Linked DNA regions of Mus musculus: region 1 is linked to region 2. Evidence: chromatin contacts called from public HiChIP or PLAC-seq data. All regions are on one chromosome and are shown on one strand. Each heading gives the region's core, a stretch centred on a gene start, on an enhancer-like site or on the middle of the called end of the contact. The rest is flanking DNA. Distances are from core to core; before and after follow the strand shown.

The links. HiChIP or PLAC-seq counts read pairs in DNA pulled down with a chosen protein or histone mark.
Region 1: a contact with region 2 is called in an H3K27ac HiChIP or PLAC-seq map of trophoblast stem cells, with 26 read pairs. The contact joins two enhancer-like sites. A contact is called at or near these places in 1 of 39 promoter capture datasets (cranial neural crest), 1 of 15 datasets of contacts at CTCF or cohesin (the NIH/3T3 cell line), 1 of 484 Hi-C or Micro-C datasets (trophoblast stem cells) and 9 of 115 datasets of contacts at active chromatin or transcription factors (the SCID.adh cell line, bone marrow-derived macrophages, embryonic stem cells and 4 more).

Annotation. Positions count from the first base shown.
Region 1 is chr17:13,782,303-13,788,437 of GRCm38.p6, forward strand. The region is part of intron 1 of Afdn (afadin, adherens junction formation factor); the gene reads left to right. Among named protein-coding and RNA genes, the nearest start is that of Tcte2, 24 kb to the left of the region's middle. Within about 2 kb of position 1,394, at least 19 of the 459 cell types and tissues checked have an H3K27ac peak or open chromatin away from gene starts, as enhancers often do. A contact at or near this core is called in trophoblast stem cells, where this site is marked.
Region 2 is chr17:13,681,277-13,687,499 of GRCm38.p6, forward strand. No RefSeq gene overlaps it. Among named protein-coding and RNA genes, the nearest start is that of Gm24867, 9.0 kb to the left of the region's middle. Within about 2 kb of position 2,030, at least 331 of the 459 cell types and tissues checked have an H3K27ac peak or open chromatin away from gene starts, as enhancers often do. A contact at or near this core is called in trophoblast stem cells, where this site is marked.

The sequences.
Region 1 (6,135 bases), core at 144-2,643, 100 kb after region 2:
ACCATGACTTGAGTGCCCCCACTTCCTTTGGTAATGTACTGTGTTGTGGAACTGAAAGCTGAAATAAACCCTTTGCTTACGAGGTTGATTTTGATCATTATGGGTTTTTTTTTTTTTTGTTTTTTTGTTTTCTTGTGACAGGGTTTCTCTGTGTAGCTTGGCTGAGGGTTTCTCTGTGTAGCCTGGCTGTCTTGTAACTCATTCTGTAGACCAGGCTGGCCTCAAACTCAGAAATCCGCCTCCCTCTGCCTCCCAAGTGCTGGGATTAAAGGTATGCGCCACCACTGCCCAGCTTGGTCATTATGTTTTATCACAGCAATAGAAACCCTAACTAAGATACTGTACCACTGTGTTGTTAATATTAGAAGAACATTGGTTTGAGATCCTTAAATGTTGACTGATTTTGATGCCTTTGATTTTAAGTTCCTGTTTTCTATGTAACTATAATAAAAAAATCAAACTTATTTATACTTTAATGATTTGTTCCTTTATGTACTGTAGATTTAAAAAGTAAACTATTGTATATATGTACACACACACCTTTTATACCTGTGTGTGTATGTGTAATAAATGAACTTAAAATTTTCCTCAAAATGAAAGCATACACTTGTAAAGGTTTAAAAATAAGCAGTGATTGTTATAGAAGTTAGCTAGTTCATCAATTAGTGATTAGAAATCACTTACTGGTAACTAAATATTGTCACATGCCACGTAATGTGTGGGTTTTAAGAAGTTTGTTTTTATAATTTGTCTTATAAACATTGTATACATCATACTACTACTGACCTAGGTGGCATAGCCTACCACACTATATGTCGAGTGTATGTTATATGTTATATATGTATATGCTTATCTGATTTCTTAAAACTGTTAATTAGTTTTTTATTTGTTTTGGCATATATAGGTATATCTAATGGTAAAGTAGCTTTTATTTTTTCAGTTTATTTCCACAAAAATGGTAAAGTGTTGGTCCTTGTGAGTCAGGAAAAAAGGTCTGTTCAACATGACTCAGTAACCAGTGTTGGCTAAAAAAAAAAAAAGTCTGACACTGGCCAATTTATTTTAGGTGCATTTAGGTACAGTAAAATTTGGGAAAAGTTTCCTGGTGTAACACAGTCCTGAGTGCACAGTTAAAGCTTAAGGCATAATTACTTTGAAACTTATCAAAGTACATGTTGTTGCCTCTTCCCGGGAAGATGGGTTCTATAGATAGACTACATGTGTCATCTTGAGAGCCTCAGGGAGGATCTGGTGTGGTCTCTGTCATACAGATAGAAAAGTCACTAGGCTATTAAATACCTTAGGTCCTGTTAGTAAGAGTCTGGAGGAGCCTGAGGGAGGCAGGTGTGGCCAAGGCCCTGCAGGCAGTGCAGAGGTCACTTAGGCTCTTAGCCACCTCCAAGTCTTCTGGGCAGAAAACAGGTTAAGCATCTCTTCCTTTGAAGAGACTGCCCTGTGTGTTTAACATTCCTAGCTTCCCTAGAGCTTATCTGTGAGCACAAGGACCTCTGTGCTCCCACCAGTAAAAAAAAATTAAATTAATAGGTTGATAAAAATACTTCACACTAAAAAAACATGAATGCACTGTGTTTGCTAGTGTAATTTCAAAATCCTCTATGGGAATGGGGAAGTGGCAACATACTTGTCTAGTAAGAGCCATTTTCAGAGGAGTTATGCATTATAAAATTCTTAAAGCTCAAGATCTTATTAAGCCGGCATTGATTAATATATTCTGGCAAACAGTTGCATTTTGTGAAGATGGTCAGTGATTATATTCTATTATCGTCTCCTGTGAATGTGTTATATATAAAAGATGGTGAAATGTGCCTGTACTCTGCTCTCCTCTTAAACTGGTTCATTTTCAGGATAGATGATATATTTCTGAACATTTCCCTGCTACCAGCCATCATTCTTGTCTTGTTCTGTTTGTTATTTTAGTCCCAAGTACTTGGTCTATCATCTGTGGCACTTTCTTCTCTTGACACCTGTACTGTAGTTTTGCGTGTCAACTAGACACAAGCTAGAATCATCAGAGAAGAAGGAGCCTCAGTTGAGGAAATGCTTCCATGAGATCCATCTGTAAGGCATTTTCTCACTTAGTGATCAATGGTGGGAGGGTCCAGCCCACTGTGGATGGTGTCATCCCTGGGAAGAGGTGGTCCTGAGTTCTCTAAGAAATCAGGCTGAGCAAGCCATGAAAAGGAGGCCAGTAAGCAGCACCCTTCCATGGTTTCTGCATCAGCCCCTGCCTCTAGGTTTTTGCCCTGTTCGAGTTGCTGTCCCACCTTCCTTTGATGATAAACAGTGATGAGGAAGTGATCAACCCTTTCCTCCCCAATTTGCCTTTTGGTCATGGTGTTTCAGAGAAACAATAGAAACTCTTAAGATAGCACCCGTGACTAGTTTCTTGTTTTGGGCAAATAGGGAAAAATACCTTGGATTTAGTCTGTTTCTTCACATTTGCTCTGTTGGGAAATCTTTCATCCTCATGGCTTTGGAGCTAGTATGTTCTGAATTTATATTTCTGAGCTTGAGCTTCTTCCCCTTAATTATTGCTCCCTGGACATCTCTAGGTGCAATCCAGGACTTGTAGATCAGTCTAACTGACCCATCCATGCTGTTTGCTCCCCCTGCAGGTGCCTGACATTTACCTAACACTTTTCTTCCCCTTTCACCTCATGCCTAACTTGTCAGTATGGTCAGCACCACTGCCTTTTAAAACTGCTTCTTACCACTTGGCAGGTGGATTGTTCAAGTCTTATTTTGTATGGTATGGTGTTAAATTGTATCTTATATTTCAGCTGCGTTAGTTTTTTAATTTTTTTTTAAATCAAGATACATACCCCAGACCTTAAATCATGTACTTTTCCTGCTCAACTCTTACTGTTTTTATATTCCTCATAGAGTGCCTCACTTGTAAAGCTTCTAACTATGTCTCTCAGGGGGTCATTCTGTTGTCTGTACAGTTGTCCTTGATGCCTCTCCCACATGCCAGCGGGTTTTGCCTGGCTTGGGTGCCTGGCTCTGGTGCTGGCTTGGATGCTGTTTCCCTGTAGTGAGGCTTCAGCTCCCTAATGTGACAGCGAAGCTTTCCTCCTACTCCCTTGGACTTCAGTCCATCCCTACTGGTCCTTATGTGTGCTTCCTGCTAGATTCTTAAGCTACACAAGAGCAGGAATTATTTTGTGTGCCCAGTGCCCAGAGGTAAGGGAAACGTGTGTTAATGGTGCTTTAACATTGAATAAAAGTATTTTGTCTTCAGGCTTAATGTCTCTTTTGAGTACTCTTTAGTTACTAACTTACAGTGTTCTTTAAGAATTATAGCATGTGGAACTGCCTGCTTTTTGCTTCTTTCTCCCCTTTGCCTTTCTCTCTCTTCTTTCTTTTTTCTCACTCTCCCTTCTTCCCTTCCTTTCTTTTTCTCCCTCCCTCCCTCTTTCCAGATGGTTTTTCTGTGTAGCCCTGGCTGTCCTGGAACTTGCTTTATAGACCAGGCTGGCCTTGAATTCAGAAATCTACCTGCCTTCTCTATGGCTTAGGAAATATTTTTTTAAAAAAGAGAGAGAATATTCCCTCTTTTTGCAGTCTTTCATGTAAGAGCCAGAGGACAGGAGAAGTGCTTAGAGATACTGTCTTCTGGACATGACATGGTCATTGTATTTATTACTTCACTGCAGCTATAGTTACCTGCATACAATCAAGCCATTATCTGTTGTCACTATTCCAACAGGCAGCATTCATTGGACTCAGTGGGCTACCATTGTGTGAGGAGTGGAAAGGGGAGTTGGGATGGATCAATGTCTATATACATGTATGATATTGTCAAAGAATAAATGAAAGAAATTTATTACAGATTGGCACTCCTGTATTACAGCCAGACTTTTGGTGACTTTATGAGCTCCTTTTTCTATCACCCTGTTCCACCATTATACCTTCCAACCCCCAATACTACGCAGGAGCAGAAAGCTGGTTAGAGGGGAAAGGGACTGTCACTCTCATTGGTTAGGGGCTTTGAGTTCCTTGGAGCAAGTTTGATCTTCCCAAACAGCAGCAATCAGGAAGAGCAGCAGCTGCCGCGCCCCTCTCAGGGCTCTAGCATTTTTAATACCCTCTCAAATGATTATCGTGATGGCTGTTTAACTCCCCATGTTCCAGAAACCACCCACTATCAGGCTTTGTGAATGAAATATCAGTGAAGCGAACACACAGCAACAGTCTGGCGTTGTGTCCCCAGAATTCCAAAGTCATACTTGCAGAAACTCTCTGCAGCTGGCAAAATCATATCCCTGCCAGGGCATGATGCAAATCATAGTCTGCTGCTGTGGACTCTCTGAATCTGCCCCATATCTCACACCTAGGATTTAAACAAAAATATATTCCAATAATATTTCTGTGTTTAAAGAAACCACAAGTCTCACTACACTGTATTACTTGATATTTGAGATGTTTGAAGTGACTTTAAAGAGTCACTATGGAGTGAGCTTTACTCCCAGCTTCTAGAAGAATTCTGTTGTTCTGCCTCACAGGTAGTGTCCAGCTCTTTACTGTCTATTCTTTGGTAATAAGTACTGGGAATATTTAAAGAGCTTTAGTCCTAAATATCTTTCAGTTCTCTTGGTAGACTCACGGCTCTACTTCAAGAGTTCCAGAATAGTCAGTCTTTTCAAAGATTTTAGTTTTGAAACGTTTGAAATCAGTTATGGTTTAAATGTATATACCCTGGTATCACTGGAGTTTCAGCTTTCCTGTGTCTGTAGTCATTCTTTTTTCTTTGAATTACCTATATTGTATCCTTAATTTCCCTTTGAGGTGTTTGTCTTCTAAAATTTGATTTAGAATTGATTTGTAGGAGTTCCTCATATAGGTGTGTCTTAGTCAGGGTTCCTATTCCTGCACAAACATCATGACCAAGAAGCAGTTGGGGAGGAAAGGGTTTATTCAACTTACAATTCCATACTGCTGTTCATCACCAAAGGAAGTCAGGACTGGAACTCAAGCAGGTCAGAAAGCAGGAGCTGATGCAGAGGCCATGGAGGGATGTTCCTTACTGGCTGGCTTCCCCTGGCTTGCTCAGTCTGCTCTCTTATAGAACCCAAGACTACCAGCCCAGAGATGGCACCACCCACAAGGGGCCTTTTCCCCCTTGATCACTAATTGAGAAAATGCCTTACAGTTGGATCTCATGGAGGCATTTCCTCAACTGAAGCTCCTTTCTCTGTGATAACTCTAGCTGTGTCAAGTTGACACAAAACTAGCCAGTACAATTGACCCCTTGTCAACTTGACACACAAACACATCACTAGTAAGCCTCAACCCTTACATTCTTATTCATCCCCAAGATCTAAATAACTTTAAAAGCCCCACAGTCTTTACATATTCTTAAAATTTCAATCTCTTTAAAATATCCATCGCTTTTAAAACCCAAAGTCTTTTTACAATTAAAAGCCTCTTAACTGTGGGCTCCATTAAAATAGTTTCTTCCTTCAAGAGGGAAAATATCAGGGCACAGTCACAATCAAAAGCAAAAATCAATCTCCAACTGTCCAATGTCTGGGATCCAACTCACGATCTTCTGGGCTCCTCCAAGGGCTTAGGTCACTTCTCCAGCCAGGCCCTTTGTAGCACACGAGTCATCCTCTAGGCTCCAGATGCCTGTACTCCACTGCTGCTGCTGCTCTTGGTGGTCATCTCATGGTACTGGCATCTCCAAAACACTGCATGACCCCTTCAGTCCTGGGCTGTCAATTGCAACCGAGGCTGCACCTTCACCAATGGCCTTCCATGGCCTCTCACAGTGCCGAGCCTCAACTGCTCTGCGTGACCCCTTCATGCCTTCAAAACCCGTACCACCTGGGTGACCCTTACACATTACCAAGTCCCGCTGCAGCAGGAGTACAACCTTGGCTATCTCTGGTACACAGCCTCTTTGTGCTCTCAGAAAACACTTCCCAGAAGATGTCACCTCAACGATGATGGTCTCTTCTTTTTTTTTTAATTAATTAATTTATTTATTATATGTAAGTACACTGTAGCTGTCTTCAGACACTCCAGAAGAGAGCATCAGATTTCATTATGGATGGTTGTGAGCCACCATGTCGTTGCTGGGATTTGAACTCAGGACCCTTGGAAGAGCAG
Region 2 (6,223 bases), core at 780-3,279:
TGCCTCAGCAGGCAGTGTTGCTGGCATCGGTCCCCAAATGGCTGGCTTTGTCCCCCTCTCTACAAATCCATCTGCTTCGAGAGAAGCATCTGCTCCAAGCAGCAGCCCTGAAGCCTCACCCATCAGGCGGGGCGGGGGCTCCATCTCTATTTCTAGCAGAAAAAGCCTTTGACTTTTCTTCTATCCTGAGAAATGAGCTAGCCATTGAGGCCAGAAAATTCTTTTTTAAATTTATTTTTAGCCGGGCAGTGGTGGCGCATGCCTTTAATCCCAGCACTCGGGAGACAGAGGCAGGCAGATTTCTGAGTTCGAGGCCAGCCTGGTCTACAAAGTGAGTTCCCGGACAGCCAGGGTTACACAGAGAAACCCTGTCTCAAAAAACCAAAAAAAAAAAAAAATTTTTAATTTCACACACACACACACACACACACACACACACACACACACACGAGAGAGAGAGAGAGAGAGAGAGAGAGAGAGAGAGAGAACGAGAGAGCAGTGCATATGGGGTAGGCGTATATGCACATGGGTATGCAGGTACCCTTGGAGTCCATAAGAGGGCGCTGGAGTTACAGGCAGTGGTGAACTGCCGGATAGGGTTGCTTAGAACTGTACTGGGGCTAAGCTGTATCTCCAGGTCCCAGACTGTTTAAACGGCTCAGTCAGCAAAGCCCTTGCCTCACCAGCTTGAAAGCCTGACTTTGGACCCCCAACACCTCTGTAAACATTTGGGTTCTGCACTGCATGTCTGCAAATCCAGTGCTGGGAAGGGAGAGTCAGGATTCCCAGAGCTTGCTGCCCTTCAGTCCTAGCAGCTTAATTAGTAAGCCCAAGGCTCAATGTTAGCACTGACTTTAAAAATCAGGTGGAGAGCATGAGGGGGAAAGACATATGGCCCCTGCAGTGATATGCAGAATTACTGTGTACACATGAACATATACGTGCACACATACACTACAATAGAACAATTTGTTCTTAGTCAGGTTTGAGCCTAAATGCCTGCATGTTTCTCCCATCTCCTAACTCTGACAGGTGGGTCAAGCTCTCTACAGGTTGTCAGGGCCCAGAGCCTTCTCAGGATCCTTGGTCTACATCAGCCTGTGACTGTGCCCATCTCAGGTAACTCTGGGAGAAAGCGACTCTCTCACAAGTCTCAGCTGCCAGGCAACCATGATTTAATCTGAGGCTGACCACAAAACCACAAGAGAATTGAGATGTGGGAAGATGAGGAGGCTGCCTGGGTCATGTGGCCAAATACGCTCGTTGAGATCTGCACACACTGTCCTCTCCGGTAAATGGCTTGCTGTTCAGCCCCAACAGTCCCCAAGCCACTCCAGAGAATAAGTCACCTTGGGGCAGAAGGCGGGTGAAACACACCTTCAGACTCTGCACATTCCATGGCCTATGAGCCACCAGCCAGATACTCCCTGATGTCTGCCAGGAATGTCTCCAGTGCCTCCAGGCAGGGATGTGGAAAGAGGCCCCTGGCAAAGCCACAGGGCAGAGGAAGGAGGAAGCTTATGAACTGAAGGGAGCAGGCGTGAGCATGTGGAAGTGAGTGGAGAGGTCTGCTGGAGAACCCGTAGGGTTATATGAGTATTAGCAAGAGCTTGACATGCCTTGCGGAAAACCCAGCACTGTGGCTGAGACAGTCACTCCCCATCCTGTCCCCACACTCAGCGCCCACAGCAACCAGAATCCTCTGCTGCTCTGAGGCTAAAGAAGCCTGCTGGGACCTGGCCTAAGATAGCCACACTCAGGAGTCTGTGTGCCCTGCATGCAGGAGTGTTGCCTGAACACAAGTCCTTTCTGTCCCGCCCTTGGTACAAGGGCTCCCAGGAGAGTCTAAGCCCCTCACCCCCGCTTCCAGACTGCCCTCCTCCCCACTCTCTCTACCTTACCTTGGATCACAGTCCAGCCCATACTCTGTCCTTGAGATATGTTGGGTTCCAAACACAGCTACTGGGCTCTGCACTTTACCCCGAATCTCTAAGTCCTAGCCCTGAAAGACTGTGGAGGCTCTGAACCCTGGTGCCATCTCCTTCCCCACACAGCCAGCTCAGCCCCCGGGTCTTTCCTGTACCTCAGAGGCTAAAGAACCTCCAGTAGGTCTCCCTGTGGCTCTCTCTCTCTCTCTCTTTTTTTTTTCCTTCTCCAACTGAAGACAGAGGAGGATGTAAGAATCTGCCTCAATGCTAACCGGGGACCACCTCGCTCCACCGACAAAAGCAGTTTTGTTCAGAGTTTTATCTGTTCCCCCTGGGATCTTTTTTCTAGGTTGCAGGGGTGGATCTGATTGGTCTCACCACAATGGTGAGAACATCAGACACCAGACACTATGGGGATTGGTTAATTATGGCAGGCCAGCCCACCCCAGGGTGGGGCTGCCTAGACTGCTTACAAGTTGTCTCCTTTCAGGGCCTCTGCCCTGGGAGGGGGAAGAGTTCGAGCCAATCCTCTGACCGCAGAGGGTCAAATCCCTTGACTGGGAGCTGGGTCCACCTCAAAGGCTGGCGCAACCAAGGACCCCACCCTGTATCTGCTTAGAAGTGAAGGCAGGGTCAGACTAAAGCTCCCACTGGGGCAGCCTGGGGAAGAACAGACCGCCTACCCAAGCAGCCCGCCAGGTGCCTTTGTTAAGAGTTGATTCATCCGGAGGGCTGGCCACGCCCGCCCTGGGCTTCCTTTTTCCTGGAGCGTGAGGTGATCCACTTCCTCTTTAGTTTAAAGCCGGCCTGAGTCAGAGTTTCTGCCTCTCTAGCTGGGAGCACCGCCCATTTCCTCCTATTCAGCACAGACCTAAAACCACACAGTCCAGTGTGATGCAGCCAGACCGAGCCTAGGATCAGCAACCTTGCAGGCCAGAGGGCCACATCTTGAAGGGACAGAGCACCAGAGGGCATCTTAAAGTTCTGATCGGAATATTCTGCTTGCAGATCATTGGTGCAGGGAAATGCTGTGTTTTAGGCCTGTTGCATTTTGAGTCTGTGATTATGTGCCTCCCTAACACTGAGATTAGGGGGTTGAAAAAAGGGGTATCTCAAAATACACCCCGTCTACCCTTCAAATAGCCTATCCAGATAGGCCAAAAAGTAAAGTCAAAACTTTAACGTTTAGAAAAAACACACTCACACACTCACACGCTTGCACAGAGAGAAAGAGAAACAAGCAAGATGACCTCTGACCCTGACCCTTCAGGCTGCCCATGAGGTCGCAGCACTAACATGAGTTGAAAGTTGCAATCCTCAAATCTCAAATTCATCCGGTCTCATTGTAAGTAAAGACGGGCTTGTGCGTTTAAACTTATATTCTCACTCTTTGGTCATCAAGCCTTAGTTCAAAGCAATTGTGTTAAATACAGAATTTATGAAAGATGTACTTCTTTTAGGAAAGGTTTGCTCTGGCATGTGAAAGTCCAAGGATAAAGATGCTGGCCAAGACCACTGGACTCCTTAAAATATGTGAAAGAGTGGGCTTCCAAGTCTAATTATGAGGCTAAGTTTTAGTGAAGCAAAGTAAGAATGTGAGCAAAGCACCCAGGAATCAGAAATGCATAACGGAGCAGGAGCAGGGAGCAGCAACCGAGTCGCATGGCATTTTGGGAGTAACTGTGCAGCTGGAACCTTCCTTCTAGAAACCCAAACTGCTTGGAGAGATGATGGCAAGAGCAGCCGCTTCTCCTGCAGAGGATTGGGTTTGGTTGAGGTCCAGGTTCAGTGAGAGACCATGTCTAAATATAAGGCAGAGTGGCTGCATGTGGTACTGCACACCTTTGATCCCAGCACTTAGGAAACAGAGGCAGGTGGATCTCTTATGAGCTTGAAGCTAAGATGGTCTACATAGTTCCTGGTTATCTAGAGCTACACAGTGTGACCTTGACTCAAAACAAACAAGTCAGAGAGGAATTGAAGCTACTTACCATGGGCCTCTGGCCTCAACTCACACAAGTATGCACGTGTACAAAGAAAGACACACAAAGTATCAATACACAGAAAATAATAATCTCAGTGTCATAATTAGCTTAAACTGTCACCTTGACATGCTAAGGACCACCAATCAAGGAATTGCCCTTATCAGATTAACCTATAGGCATATCTGGGAGGTATTTTCTTGACTGCTAATTGATATAGGAGCAGCCAGCCCACTGTGGGTGGTACCATCCCTAGGCATGTAGGCCTGGGCTATATAAGAAGTATAGTTTAGAAGCAAGCCAGTAAGCAGCACTCCTCAATGGTCTCTGCCTGAGTGCTTGCCTCCAGGTTCCTGTCTTGAGCTCCTCTTGATGGGAGAATACAATCCTTTCATCTGCATGGGTCATCTTTATCACAGTAACAAAAAAGCAAAGTAGGACAGTCATTAGTTCCCTACTGTTCCTGCCAGCATTCATGGAGCATATGATACCAAGGTCTTGTCCACAGTGAATGACAGTCAAGGCCCCGCCCACAGCACTAGTCCTCCCTCCCTTTCCCTCATTACAGGTCTCATATCTCTCCTGGGGCCTCATTGAGTCATCCTTACCATGTTATTCCCATTACAGAAATTCTCTTCCTCTTTTGTCAACCCACAGAGGACTAGAATAGCGCCAGCCACGTTCCTCATTACAGTGTCCTCCAAGTCATGAGGCAGAAGTGGATCTGGAACCATCAAACCAGATGTGAGCTCTCTCTTTTTTCTTAGACATGTGGGCTGTGAGAGCTGTTCACTCTCTCAGGCAGAGGCAGAGTGCACCTTCCAGTCTGAGCAATAGATTCAGTTTCCCAATGGCTGGCTCAAGACGATGGAAGAAAGACCCTGGACGTGAGACTGGCAGAAGGGGGTCTTCAAAGCCAGCAGGCACATGCTGTAAATCAGCAGGATGCCCTAGCTGCAGCAGATGCTTGCCCTAACCTGACTTAAACAGTAGAAAGCCATGACCCCGTAAATAACCAAGAGCAGGCCATGTGAATTCCAAAGGAAGGTGGTTTGGGGGTTTCAAGGCATCCTCGGGATCTTAGGCCTCTCAATGATGAGACTGTCCTATCCAATGAGGACAATGTTCAGGAGAAAAGCACACCTCCCCTTGAACAGCCTCCAGGCTTTCCCAGGTCTGTCCTATGCAAAGTATGCCCAGTATGTGCCAGAGCCTAAGAGGAAGTAAGTAGCATTTGTAACTGGTAAGATCTGTGCCTGCATGTAGCATCAGAGTCCCCTATGCTACCCAAGTACTCTCTCCATTCAATGCTGAGGACAGGCCTTGCTGTAAGTGCTCGCTCCGAGTGTTCAAGCCCAGAGACGTGAGTGAGGTCAAACTCCCCTGTGCACAGTGGGAGCCTTGGTACTTGCATGAAACAGCCACAAAACCTCAGTGTGTGAGCCTCGCTGAGCCATTCCCTACATCTGGAGCAAACCACAGGCCTAAGAGGGCTCAGTAAGGCTCACCAGAGCCACTTGACAGAGCTGGCTGATTTAGATTTGGGAGTCTTCCCAGGGCTCCATCATAGCCCTGCCAGAGAGCACCCAACCAGGGAAGGAAAAGCCCCAGGGTCTACAATGCCACTGAAGTTTTATGGTTGTGCGAACCCTGGACATCCTCTGCAGACAGGCTCTGTGGACACAATCTGCGACTATGCTCTATGGTGCCCATGGTGCGTGGACATGCCCCATGGCTATGCTCTATGGACATGCTCCGTGGGCATAGTTCAAAGCTATGAGCCACTGCTATGCTCTGTAGGAATGTTTTGTGGATTTAACCCATGACCATGCTGTGTAGACATGTTCTGTGAGCATGCTTCATTGCCTGTGCTCCATGGCTGTACCCATCCTGTGGGAAAGTGCTAAAGTGTATGATCCCTTAGGCCTCAAGAGGAAGAGGCACCACCCCCCCCCTGCCTTCCCCCCATCCTACTGCAAGCAAATCAAGACACGGGAGCCCCAGAAGTAGGAGGAAAGCATCGAGATATACAAAGCTTCGTTACAAAGAAGGTCAGAGCACAACCTGCAGCCATACACCTCAGTTTCCATGGCAACCAGGGCAGACATGTGACCAGCTATGGATAACAAACTTGAGGGGAAGACAGAAGAGAGTGACCCTGGAGACTCATTATTCTTCCCCAAGTCACCAAGACAGATGCTAGCCCCATGCATCCCCTCTCTGCACTGCTTCAGTACCAAGGCCCTGTGTCCCTGACTGGAGGTACAGCTGAGGAGTCGGGGGCACTGCCTGGCAGCACCCTTTGCAATGTCT